Linked DNA regions of Arachis hypogaea: region 2 is linked to region 1. A link is a contact called in public Hi-C data. All regions are on one chromosome and are shown on one strand. Each heading gives the region's core, a stretch centred on a gene start, on an enhancer-like site or on the middle of the called end of the contact. The rest is flanking DNA. Distances are from core to core; before and after follow the strand shown. Region 1 holds the start of LOC112722363 (bidirectional sugar transporter SWEET5-like). Region 2 has its middle 4.7 kb from the start of LOC112722364.

Evidence for each region. Hi-C and Micro-C count contacts between places; a contact is called where the count stands out from the background.
Region 2: a contact with region 1 is called in a Hi-C map of leaf, with 5 times the contacts expected there. The contact joins the enhancer-like site here to the promoter of LOC112722363 in region 1. A contact is called at or near these places in 5 of 8 Hi-C or Micro-C datasets (leaf and an unstated tissue).

What each region holds. Positions count from the first base shown.
Region 1 is chr11:111,841,032-111,843,731 of arahy.Tifrunner.gnm2.J5K5, reverse strand. It overlaps LOC112722363 (bidirectional sugar transporter SWEET5-like), which reads left to right and starts at 1,304. Exons shown (of 6, transcript XM_025773360.3): 1 at 1,304-2,434. The coding sequence starts at 2,392. It overlaps LOC112722362 (U-box domain-containing protein 19), which reads left to right. Exons shown (of 1, transcript XM_025773359.3): 1 at 1-2,083. The coding sequence ends at 1,740.
Region 2 is chr11:111,892,865-111,895,564 of arahy.Tifrunner.gnm2.J5K5, reverse strand. No RefSeq gene overlaps it. Among protein-coding and RNA genes, the nearest start is that of LOC112722364, 4.7 kb to the left of the region's middle. Within about 2 kb of position 1,379, at least 1 of the 3 cell types and tissues checked has open chromatin away from gene starts, as enhancers often do.

The DNA.
Region 1 (2,700 bases), core at 55-2,554:
CTCTTGCTTCTCGCCAAGTCCAACCACGTGGCCTCCCTGTTTCGATCCCTAGTTTGCGCCGTGGCGACTTCCCTCGACGTTCTTCCGCTCCACGAAATCGAGGTATCCGGCGAGGTGAGGGAGCTGGTGGAGCTGCTGGCGAAGCAAGCGAGGAAAGCAAAGATGGAGCACGAACCTAAAGACGAGCACATGAGCAAGAGTGTTCATTCAATTCTAAAACAGTTGGAAAAAGGAATCGAAGTGGATAAGAATGCATTCAAAGAGATCATCGAGTACCTAGAAATCAAGACGTGGAACGAGTCTAACAGAGAGATAAATCTTTTAGAAGAAGAAATCGCTTTAGAATGCAGTAACTGCAACGAGCGAGAGCATGAGCGAGACGCTCCTCTATTGAGTAGTTTGTTAGGGTTGATGAGCTACTGCAGGGTAGTGATCTTTGAAACACTAGAAATTAGCAATAACAGAGAGAAATCAGAAACGAGAATGAGCACGGAAATGATAACGTCCGTCAATCCAGAGGACTTTCGCTGCCCAATATCTCTGGAGATGATGACGGATCCCGTGACGGTTTCAACTGGACAAACGTACGACAGAGCTTCCATCAAGAAATGGCTGAAAGCAGGGAACACCATATGCCCTAAAACAGGGGAGAATCTCTCAAACACGGAACTCGTCCCAAACACAACCCTCAAGAGACTCATCCAACAGTTCTGCAATGATAACGGCATTTCCCTCTCAAAATCAACCAACCGTAACCGCGACTTAGCCAATACAATATTACCAGGCAGTGCGGCCAACGCTCACGCCATGCAGTTCGTCTCATGGTTCCTCACACGGATGCTCGCCTTCGGTACGGACAAACAGAAATCCAAATCCGCTTACGAGATTCGGTTACTTGCTAGGTCCAATCTGTTCAACAGAGCGTGCTTGATCCAAGTTGGAACAATTCCGCCTCTGCTTGATCTTCTGCTCTGTACGGACGAGAAATCCACACAGGAAAACGCAATTTCCGCGTTGATGAAGCTTTCTAAGCATGCCACTGGGCCCCAGCACATCATGGATTCTAACGGTCTGAAACCGATTCTAACGGTTTTAAAGAAAGGGCTCAGCCTCGAAGCGCGGCAAGTTGCGGCGGCTACTGTTTTCTACCTTTCATCAGTGAGAGAGTATAGAAAGGTGGTAGGGGAAAACCCTGAGGTGGTTCCTTCTCTGGTGGAGTTGGTGAATGAAGGAACCACGTGCGGGAAGAGGAATGCAGTGGTTGCGATTTATGGTTTGGTTCTTGTTCCAAGGAACCAGAAACGAGCAATCGAAGCGGGTGTCGTTCACGCGCTCGTTGGCGTGTTGGGATCGTCCGAGAAGGACGAGCTTGTAGCTGAATGTTTGGCGGTTTTGGCCGTTTTAGCTGAGAATGTGGAAGGAGCGAACGCGATTTTGCGCGCTTCGGCTCTGTCGTTAATTACTGGGATGCTCCAAACGGCGTCGTTGCGCTTGGGGAAAGAGCACTGTGCTTCAATTTTGCTTTCGCTTTGTGTTAACATTGGTGCTGAGGTTGTGGCGGTTTTGGCCAAGGACCCTTCGGTGATGCCTCTGCTTTACTCGCTTCTCACGGAAGGTACTTCCCACGCGGCGAAGAAAGCAAGGTTCCTCATCAAAGTTCTGCAGGATTTCAGTGAAACCAGAGCTTCGGGTTTCAAGGGTTCCTCTGTTCCGCAGGAACCATCGCTTCCTGTTTGGTGAATCAAGTGTGCTATTAGAATTTAGAAAACACATTATTTTTAAATTTTTTAAGGGGAAAAAAGATCAAGTCCCTGCACTTTTGTTGTGTAAATATTGCAACATTGGTTGCTGATGTCATATTTTTAGATTTGTGAAATTAGCTCCTTGTACTTTTTTACTCCAGGAGCTAAATTTCAATAAGTAAGCCTCTCTAGTTTACGTTACAAGTTTTGTATATATCAATTTGAGGTGGTGTGAAATTAGTTATTGAAGAAATCATATCCTCATGTTTGATATAATGTTACAACCGGGTCAAAATCATTTCAAAGCAAAGTCTATAAATAATCAATACGTCTGAGGATTTTATGTCTGTTGTTATTTTTAGACTGTTATTCCGAAGAAAGAGAGGCTACTTGTGGCTAGGACTGATGAGAGTTCAGAGGTCAACTCTTCAATCTGTTTATATGTTGCGGTTAAGATTTAGAACACTTTTTTATCCCAAATTAGTTGTGTTATATATGATTACCTATTTATCGCATATCATGAATTATTATTACAAATAATTAAAGTTTACTTAGTGGTCACATATTTGCTTTCTTCCTAGTGTTTTCACCCTTTCACCCTTCACCCTTCACCCTTCTTCCGTCAGTTTGTTCTTTCGATACTTCAGATATGGCTGACCTTAATCTAGCAAGACTAATTATCGGAATAATTGGTTAGTACAAGAAATCCTCCACGTTTTTCCTTTTTCTTCCACTTTTCATTTCCCAATTCCATCTTAATTTGATTGATTATATTCTTTGTTTTTTTCACTGCAAAGAAAACAAATATGTGAATGTATAAGCAAGACTTGTTTAATTTTCAGAAAATGTTAAGTCAGTAATAATGAAATGTATGCAATTTAATAACGAAAATGAGAATAAAATGGAATGAATTTCATTAATAAAAACTCAAAAGAAGCCATGCATTTTATATAGCCAT
Region 2 (2,700 bases), core at 130-2,629, 52 kb before region 1:
TGTATAATTCATTTTCGGCTCTAGCTGTGCCAATTATCTTCGAGGAACTCTGACTCTGTATCTCACAAGATTCATCAGTGAAAATACATTTGTAATGCAAGCTTTTTGTGAGCTTAGATATAAAGAGTGAGTTGAAATTAAAACTTGGTAAATACAACACATCAGTAAGATAGAGTGTATCAGAGAACACCACTATTCCACTCACACTTGCTGTTCTGTGTGATCCATTTGGTAACTTGACCAAAACAGGCCTAATATGCCTAAAGGTTTTAAAAGAATGCAACGAGTGAGACACATGGTTAGTAGCATCTGTTTCTAACACCCATGAGTTTGAATAAAAAAATTTTTTACCGATAAAAGATGTGTAATATGGAAGCTCATGCAAAGTGTGTAAACCTCTAAAGTTATACCTCTCTTTCCTGCTGTGGATTGGCAGGCATCTCTCACACTCTCATTTTGATTAGGCTGTGCACACTCCTGTCGAAAAAAGGCATATAATGCTTCTCTCAAACTCTGATTACTCACTGCTTGAATATCATTCTCTTTGTCCAACTTGAGGTTGTTGTTACGCTTCTCATCACCATCAGCAACAATGTTATTAACCACAGATCCATTGCTCAAGTCTCGTGGTGTGTTTGACTTTTGTAGGTGAGGTGAATAACCATGCTTCTGGTAACATATATCTACTAGATGACCAGTCTTGTGACAATATTAGCAAGTCTTCAACAATGTTGTTCTGCCTCTTCCACCTCGACCGCCGTGTCCCCTGTCCCTGAGAGTGGAGTCACTGAAATTATGAATTGAATTGGTCAGAACAGCGAAACTTCATGCCTCCAAAATCTGAACCAGTAAACTGTCTCTCTTGTTGAGTGAGCAATGGAAATATCTCATTAATAGCGGGAATAAATTTTGTAAGTATAATTTGGGAACAAACAATTCCATATTGCTCATTTAATTCCCTCAGGAACCGCACCACGTAAGTCCTCATTCGATAGCTCCTAACGACTCCAAGGCCATATTTCTGGTCAAACAAAATACATATTCATTTTGTTTTCTTCACTAATTTCTTCATTTCATAAGATATAAACAAATATTTATTCATATTATCAAATAAGTAACAAGTAAAGAAAGGTAGCTGTGAGTACCATAATTTTTTGACCCAATTATAATATTTTCAAAAAAAATATAAAGTAGCTGATAATTTAATTTGTGCTTATTATACTGTATGACAAAAAAAAGATAAGATAAAAAAAATTTAGTTTTGTTAATAAAAAAAAAAAAAGAAGAACAAGAAGTTTGGCTAATCAGTTCAGCCTAATACCCTTCAAAACTAAGAATAAAGTGTCAATATTTTCTACTGGACTTCAACAAAAATTGCGTTGTGACATATTCTAATCAACAAACGTACAAATCAAATGGACCACATGCATCATGATAAAGATTAAGAAGAACAACATAAAAAAAAATAACAAGATGTAATGGCAAGAAAAGAAGAGCGTCAATTGATAAAATATTCACTGGATAAAACATCAACGCCGATTCCTTAGACCTGTCAAAAGGTTTCAAATAAGTAAAGAATGAGCTGAAAGCTATAGATGTGCAATAATGACGATCATCTTTTATGCTCTATAAAATTGAAGAAAAACATCACAAAAAAAAAAGAAAACAAAAAAGAGGGGGGGGGGGAGGGTTTGAAGAATACGAAAAGCAAAAAGAAGAAAGAATTATTTTCTTTGAGAAAAAAGTATTTAAAAAAAATACTTTTTGAAAAAAATATCATAGTACAGAAGGCAAGTTGGAAAAAAAGAAAAAATATACAAGCCGAAATAAAGAAGGCATATCCAATATTAACTATATATATTTATCATGTTATATTCATGTTGTTTTCTTTTAATAAAAGAAATTTTCAGTTTCATTTACACACAGATATGGTTCTATAAGCACTAGTTTGCATTAAATATTTTCATTTTACTAATCTATTGATAAAAAGATAAAGTGTTTATTTGGATGTGATTAAATCGATAAGAAATATATATTTTTTTAGTGTGTTTCGCAAATTTCTAATAATAAAAATAAAAGTACTAAAAAAATAAAAAAAATATTTTTTTGAGAAATTATAATTTACATCTTTTTTAAAAGATCTTTTTTTTTTTAAAAAAAAAGATGTTTTTACATAATAAATGAGCAAAAAAGTATTTTTATCTTATTTTACCCAAATATAATTGATAGATAAAATAATTTTTTTTGCATGAGATATCTAAACATAAAATTTTTTTTATTTTTATAAATTTTTTTTTAAAAAATATCATTTAAAAAAAATCTTTTTTGAAAATATCGCCCAAATAATTCCAAAATAATAAAAAAGGAAAAAATTTACTTGGATCAACATTCATAAATCACAGATTTATTTTCAATTCTTTTTTCTTTCACCATATGTTAACCCACCATCTTCTCTGTTATTAGGGAATGTTTTGGTGTGGAAAGTATATTCTAGACTTTGATGGACCAAATAGAAATATTCTAAATGTATGGCTTAGATTAATTCTCGATACAAGTTTTTCATAATATTACATGTGCCCAATACATACTCTAATTATAAACCGATATATTGTGGTCTAGTTGGACCGATGACATAATGACTGGATTCCGTTCAGCTTCCGCTAAAATTTTGAACTTTACAAAGAGTTGGGAAGAGGGTCG